Regions from separate parts of the Mus musculus genome. Here region 2 is linked to region 1. Evidence: chromatin contacts called from public Micro-C data. All regions are on one chromosome and are shown on one strand. The core of a region is the stretch at or near the end of the contact, and the rest is flanking DNA. Distances in the headings are between cores, read along the strand shown. Region 1 overlaps Myo1e (myosin IE). Region 2 overlaps Myo1e (myosin IE).

Region 1 (4,030 bases), core at 757-3,256:
TCCCAGCTTCAGCCGTCTGCTTCAGCAGAGCGTTCACAGCATTCTTCATGTAGAGCTCTGCACTCTTTGCCCAGATAAATTAATACATATTCCAAAGTCTGGGGCCACGATCAATGAAAACCACAGCGAATTCCTAAGCAGTAATAGATATTCCACGTGGCTCGAAATGCTCGGAGGAGAATTTTCTTAAGGGTAAGAATCAAAGTGCTGTAACTAAAGATCTTAAAAGTCAAAGCAGGCAGGCTTTCTGGGGTACCTGATGTTCAAGTCAAGGATCATTTAAGGTAAATGGCTCCCCGCCCTCCCTTGCCGCTGCTCTAATACAGAGTCTAGGCTTAGCATAAACTCGATCTTAGGTCAGTGCCGTCAAGTTAAACGGACAGCACATGTGCAAACAGAGGCAGAGGTTCATGTAGGATAATTGCACATAAAAGTAAACACTCTCAGATAGTCCTGAGGGTTGCTGCCAGCCCTCTGCCTAAAGCAACCCACAGGCACATGGTGCAAGGGATAAGGGATATGTCTGGCCTCAAACTTGCAATCGGCCCACCTTGGGCTCCTCAGCACTGGGGTTAGAGGTAGCCACATGGAAACTGCCCCTTTAGTCACAAGCACCTTTCTTCTCAAACCTCTAAGATGAATGAACGGATTTATTTTAGTTGTGTGTGTATGCACGTGTGTGAGTACCCTCAGAGGCCAGAAGCTGTAGTTACAGGTGGTTGTGCGCCACCCAGCATGGTGGGTGCTGAGTTCAGAACTCAGGTCCTCTATCAAAGCAGTATGAGCTCTCGACTGCTGAGCCATTTGTCTAGCCTCTTCCTCTTAGCTTTTGAGACACCCTATGTTATGAGTATTGGCCCTGAACCTGTGCCACAGCATCTCAGTTACCTACCTAGTGTGCCACCATGTCCAGCTCCAAAATGTGTCTTTAGAGAAAAAAAAAAAAAGATTTTATTTATAGGAGTCCACTGTAGCTGTCTTCAGACACACCAGAAGAGGGCATCGGATCCCATTACAGATGGTTGTGAGCCACCATGTGGTTGCTGGGAATTGAACTCAGGACCTTCCACAATCTAAACTTAATTAGGTTAGTTCCTGGCGCATCTGTACAAGGTGCCAGTAGCACCCCAAGTCTAAAGCTGGGCCCACAAGCCTGTGGTGTAAGATTCGGGATTGGTCTCAGATTGCTTCTCTCTGTACCTCTGGGAGTTTTCACTCTGCAGTCCTGTAATTTCTCAGCTTCCTTTAACTGCAGCTCTTGTATTATTGCAGGGTAGAGATGAGGTTCAAAAGACATGAAAGGAAACAGAAAGGCTCATTTTAAAATAAGGATAAGGTAAGGCTAATTCAAGGAGAATGCAGCCCAAAGCTCTCCTTTGTTAGCCTGGAATGTAGGCACTAGATAAGAACTGACACACAAGTAGAAATTAAGCCAAAGTAAAAGCTACCCTGCAATTTTGCAGAGCATTTGTTTCCACCCATTTATCTTTTGGAACCTTCAAACCCTATGGCAGAGCGCTTACCTAGCACACACAAAGCTCTGGGTTTGATCCTCCAGCATCATATAAACTGAGTGGCATGGTGCATGCCTATAGTCCCAGCACCTTGGAGATTAGAGGCTAATAATAATAGTAATAACAATACAAATAATAATAATAAGTATTATTATTGTCATAAAAATTAAAGGTCACTGTTGGTGATATAGATTCAGGCCAGACTGGCCACTTGAGACTAAAAACAAAACAGGTGCTGGAGACATGGCTCAGCGGTTAAGAGCACTGACTGCTCTTCTAGAGTTCAATTCCTAGCAACCACGTGGTGGCTCAAAAACATCTGTAATGGGATCAGATGTTTTCTTCTGGTGTGTCTGAAAACAGCTACAGTATACTCATAAATAAAACTTAAAAAAAAAAAAAAGCCTGAAAGTGGAAGCAGATCAAGTGGACAGACAGACAGCATTTCTGATTGGCCCATGAGGAACTATGTTCTCAGAGAAGTTAACTCAGATTGCAAAGACGTAGGCAAGGGGGAATTCAAAGTCTTCTAGTTGCTGTCACCCCCTATGTGAGATAAAGTGTATGACCAGATTAATGCATCCAATAATGTAGCCAATTTAATGGAAATGAAATCTAGGCTTTCTATAGCACTTACAAACACAATGACCATCTCAGAGTTAAAAAGTGAACCCCAAGTCACAACTTGCAATTAGAGAAGAATGGAATAAAGCACAGGAGTCCAAGACTTCACTATGAGAGGGCACAGGAGGGCACATGCACACCAATGCACATGGATTAACCCAAAGAGCAGTGTCAGCCTCAAGACAACTTGGAGCATCCTCCTATAAATCCACAGAATGGTCATCGTACAGTCTAATGCCAAATCCACACACACCAATTGTCCCCATTACTTAGAGCAGACCTTTGTGCTACCATAGAACAGGCGAGGACTCCAGAATTCATTCTGCTCGCTTTCTGTTAGTTGGCGCTAATTTTGTTGCCACAACCAGCCCCACAGTGTTTTGTCTTTTTCTGAAGTCCTGGGTGAAGAAACCCTAAGGTCTTGCACATGCCAGCAAGCGCTCTATCACCAAGCTGCGCCTGCAGTCCTCTATGTGATTATTTACTTTGTATGCAGGTGCAATGGTGTGCTTGTGCATGCAGAGGTCAGAGGACAAGCCCAAGTTTCAACCGACCTTGTTTTCTGAGGCATGGTGTCTCATTGGCTTGGAGATCATCCTTTTGGCTAGACTTGCTGGACAGCGAACTTCAGGGATCGACCTTCCTAGGCCTCCCCAGTGCTGGGGTTACAAGCATGCTCCACCATAGCTGCCTTTTTTCATGAGTTCGAGGGACTAGAACTCAAGACTTCATGTTTACTAGGCAAGCACTATTGACAGCTATATCTCAGACTTACATGTTGGGTCTTAAATGGGTGTCTCTATTATATAAAGAAGCTAAACAGTTGCTCATCTTCCCATACGCCTCAGAGGTGAGGATGTAAACATAGCAGGAGGTGAGTTTTGAGTTTGGCCTTCCTTTCTCTGAGGCCTTGGAGGGTCTACTGTCTGCGATGGCCTTACAAGGAGCCCTCTGGGGAGCAACCTAAGAAGGGCCACTTTTTAAAAATCTCTGCAATCTCACACCCTGACTCCACATGCTGTTTTTCCAGCTGCTCCTTTAATAATCTTGCTTCATTTCTACTACGTTCTGCATAAACTTGCCAATCTTCTACACCACTGGGAGAATGCCTCCTAGCCACCTCGGCCTGACCACACACACAGTCAGCCCTTTTCCCGTTGATGGACGGGGTTATCTTTCCTCTGAGCAAATTGATTTCCCACTTTCTTCCAGTTCTTTCCTCCTGCCGTTCCTTCAGCTTCTAGTTCTTCTCCCCGCCCCTATGCCCATTCCTGTGTTTACACTGCAAAGAGCACTTTCAGTAGATTCCTCTTAAGTTTCTATAGCTAAGTAAACACTTTGGAAGCAGTGAGCCTTTCTAGACACAGACCCCAGTAAGAGGGAAGTGTATGACAGGCCAGCAACTTCCTGACTGAATGACCAATTACCCTCATCAGGAAACTCTGTGGTAGAGGATGTGTTTAAAAAATATTGCTCTGGGGGTGGGAGTGGGGTGGCTAGAGAGATGGTTCAGTGGTTAAGTATATCCTGTTCTTGCAGAGGACCTGAATTCAGCTTCTAGCATCCAGCCACCTAGGACACCAGCTTCTAGAGATCCAATATTCTTTCTGGCCTCTGAAAGTATCTTCTTCTCTCTCTCTCTCTCTCTCTCTCTCTCTCTCTCTCTCTCTCTCTCTCCCACACACACACACACACACACACACACACACACACACACACACACCTAACTCTCAAATTATTATTTACATAATTCCTTCCCCTTTTCTGCCCTCGACAGACATGTGAATAGGCAAAACGCTTCTGGAAGCCAATCATGTAGTTCATTGTAGCCAGTAGCCATGCATGCATGAGTTTGCTTGACAGTAATAGAAGTCCAGGTGTTTGGTGATAGC
Region 2 (3,591 bases), core at 255-2,754, 66 kb before region 1:
GACAGAGTGCTGGGCTCCACATGAACCCAGGGATAAAAAGAGACTACAGAATGGTCCAGGAGCATCTTCCTGATCTACAGGAAAACAAGATCAGAGCCGGGGGCTTGGTCAACTGTGAGGCTGCTAGCCAATGATGTGTGGCTTACAATAAAGAGTTTCAAAGTCAGGAAAACTCATGACTTCTTGGCTCCATCAATTTACTATCAGGAGAAGAAACTGAGACCTAGAGAGGAGCCTGGCGAGTTACTGAGGTTACAGGAGCTGTCTCAAAGCGAAGGAACCTGCATACTGAAGAATAAACTCAAGAGAGGTTGGGCATGTGGCCTCTGTATTTGGAGAATGAAGTCAAGCCCCCGACCCCCAACATTCTTCCTCTCAGGTCCCTCTTTGACTGCCTGGGGGGATGAGGCCACCAAACTGTCTAATGTGATTTGTGGCAGACACTTTGCAGCACACAGAGGAAGTAGAGGTTAAAGGCATGGACTGAGTCTAGAGGTAGGAGCCTGTAATCAAATAGGAGCCTTGTAGGCATATGGGATGAAGCCTGGATAAAAACTCTAGACCTTCGAGACTTAAGCAGGTATCCCTGACTGACCATAAGTAGCTGTCACACACACCCCTTTGGAGGGGCTCACACCATCCAGGCCTCTAAGAGTACACCTTCCATGACTGCAAGCCTTTGTGTCTGGACCCCCCCCCCCCCCACCTCATCTGATAATGCTGACTCTTCCATACAGCTTTGGATTCTGTCGCTACAATACAGCTGTAACCATAGGCACCAAGAGCAGTTCTCATGAATGTTTGAGCCTGGCAGGGAGAACTGACTATAGCCAGACAGAAGGGAGGGCCATCTTGTCAGGGGACAGGAGTCTTAGCCTAAATTTTGCCTCTTGGTTTTGCCATCTCCTAAATTAAAGTGTACCTCATCTAAATGGCCTCGAAGGTGGATCTTGGAAGGGGCCAGAGGTTCCGCATTGGGCACGTGAATCAAGATGGCGGGGGATCTGAGGGTGGAAGAGGCCTGAGCTGGTGCAACCACGGGCTCTTGAGTAACAAAGCCAACCTCTTCCTTCCCAGGAAACACTCAGAAGAGGAGCAGACTAAGAAAGGAGAAGAAACACCGGGATCTACCAGAAAACTCCTACCGAACTCTCTCATTAAATACAACGAAGGACCCTCCCCAATCCTGCCTCTCCAGTGACCTCAAATTGATGTCACACAGGAGCATTTCCTGTTACTCAAGCAAAATCATCACTCCCTAGGCATCCCCCTGAAAGGGTTTAACTGCATCTACCCTACCATTCGTATTTAACCCTCAGCTTCTAGAAGACAGTTGAAGGCACAAGCGCAGCATGAACACGTGGGATCAGTCAGACAAATCCAGAAGATGCCCCCCAGGAGAACTGGTGTGGTTTCTTAAAAGAACCTACGGCAAGGGGCTCTGGGGGCAGACCACAGGGCGAGCACGTGCATAGCCCGGGTAAGACGGGGTGGCCAGCAGCCAGCAGGAGCACGATGAACCAGAAAGCCAATGTCATAGGGGAAAAAATAAAGCTGGTCATAGGGGAACTGTGGCAAGATAAAAATAAATTCAGAATTCATAACCAATACAGCCACCCTCCCTCAATTTGCATAAACCACTAGGAAAGAACAAGTTTGCAACCACTGAGAGACTGAACACAGAGCTCTGGGCTTTAGAGACACTGGAGAATGGGGGAGAAGTGCTAGTTCCCTGGTTGGGATAATGGTCCCAGAGACACTAACACAAAGATTTTCTTTTACCTCCAGACACATGGAGTAAAATGTCATTGAATCTCACTTCATTGTGAAGCCCCAGGGACCTGCATTTACCTCAAAATGCTTCTCTTATCTTGCTTTACTGTTTTTATTTTGCTACCATGTAAATGTTTTAGAGGGTGGTAAGAGAAAACCAAATTCTGAGATCTTAAGTCAGGTGTGATGGTTTGCAGCTGTAATCTCACCACTTAGGAGCAGAGGCAGGAGTACTGGGGAGGCTTGACCCAGAGTGGGCTACACAGCAAGGCTCCTCCTCAAAGAAACAAAATAAGTCAATGATAAGTGTAACGTTCACAGTCTTAAACCATTAAAATTTAGAGTGTAAAGAACTCTAATGGCAGACAATCTTGACACATGAAGGGCATAGAGAATGTTAAATTAGCTGACTTTTAAAATCCAGTATTTGGGGGCTGGGGAGATGGCTCAGCAGTTAGGTGTACTTGCTGTTCTTGCAGAGAGCCTGGCTTCTATCCCCAGCACCCACTGTTTTCTCACAGCCATTGATAACTCCAGTCCAAGGGGATCCAATCCCCTCTTCTGGCCTCCATGGGGACCAGACACACAGAGGGTATATAGACATACATACAGGCAAAATACTCACACACACAAAATAAAAATGAATGGATCTTTAAACTGTGATATTTTGGCTGTTAATATTGGATATATAGACCAAAAGAACAAAAATAAATTTTAAAATGAATTCAGTATTGCTACCAATTGGCATGATTATTGTTGGTGTTATAATAATATTGCTATTATTTTAGATACATATATGTATGTAGATCTATACATATACAAATATAATGCATACAGTATAAGGCAAATAATTTTATTTACAATATCATTTTAGTAGCAGAGAGACAAATAATAGATATAAAAATCAAGTCAAAGATATTTTAAAATATGTACAATCTGCACATATGGTATACAAATATAGATTTCAAACAAAATACTCATACATGCAAATAATAATAATAATAAATTAAAACAAACAGCCCTCTATAACCTTAAAAGCTAGCTAGAAGTGACAGAATGAACCCATGCCTCATTGATTTTTTTTTAATTTTGATTCAAATTCCTTAGCTTTGTCCACTATGGAGGACAGAAACACTGACAGCTGGTGTCAGGATCAGTGGTGTCTAAAGATCATGTCTCATTCGACTGAACAAAGAGCCCCTTGGAGAAAGGGCCAGTTCCAGGTCTCGGGATGGCATAAATAAAATGAGCTTGGACCATGTGCCACAAGAAAATGATCCAAGAGGACCTGAGATGTGTCAAGGACACAGAGACCTGGACAAGGGGCCCTCACTGGCAGAAGGGAGATTATCTGAGACACCTAAGAGATGACTGCAGTGTAAACAGTAGGCTAGTTTAAATTCACTAGTTAGAGGTGATACTGAAAATAAATACATGCTACCTTCAGAGGTTGCCAGGGCAACAACTCATTACTTTGAAAAAGTGAGAAGAAACGACAATGAGTAGGCATTTTATCCAGTTTTCCCATAAAGATTATATTTTAAGATGAAATAAAAAACATGTCCAACTATCACATGTAAAAGAAATAACAGAATGAGAAAATAACTTTGAGGAATGGTCATAAGGATGAGAATCGGGAATGGATGGATTGATTGATACTCTGAACATCACACTGAGAGAGACTAACGGTAATGACGTTCATTGCATAACATGTTTTTGTAAAAAATGAATTTGCATCTGGCCATGCTTTGAGACATACTATCAATTTATACATGAGGTCATCAACACCAACTGTCAACTTGATAGGACCTAGAATCA

The links. A called contact is a pair of places that touch in the nucleus more often than the background predicts.
Region 2: a Micro-C map of B cells shows a contact between it and region 1, with 2.2 times the contacts expected there. The contact joins two enhancer-like sites. A contact is called at or near these places in 2 of 15 datasets of contacts at CTCF or cohesin (the NIH/3T3 cell line and large pre-B cells), 14 of 484 Hi-C or Micro-C datasets (B cells, CD4 T cells, bone marrow-derived macrophages and 7 more) and 4 of 115 datasets of contacts at active chromatin or transcription factors (embryonic fibroblasts, embryonic stem cells and pancreatic cancer cells).

The regions. Positions count from the first base shown.
Region 1 is chr9:70,237,272-70,241,301 of GRCm38.p6, reverse strand. The region is part of intron 1 of Myo1e (myosin IE); the gene reads right to left. All of the region lies in intron 1 of Gm26849 (a long non-coding RNA gene), which reads left to right. Among named protein-coding and RNA genes, the nearest start is that of Gm26849, 3.8 kb to the left of the region's middle. Within about 2 kb of position 2,006, at least 3 of the 459 cell types and tissues checked have an H3K27ac peak or open chromatin away from gene starts, as enhancers often do. A contact at or near this core is called in B cells and germinal center B cells, where this site is marked.
Region 2 is chr9:70,303,019-70,306,609 of GRCm38.p6, reverse strand. All of the region lies in intron 4 of Myo1e (myosin IE), which reads right to left. Among named protein-coding and RNA genes, the nearest start is that of Gm40531, 6.1 kb to the right of the region's middle. Within about 2 kb of position 1,504, at least 28 of the 459 cell types and tissues checked have an H3K27ac peak or open chromatin away from gene starts, as enhancers often do. A contact at or near this core is called in B cells and germinal center B cells, where this site is marked.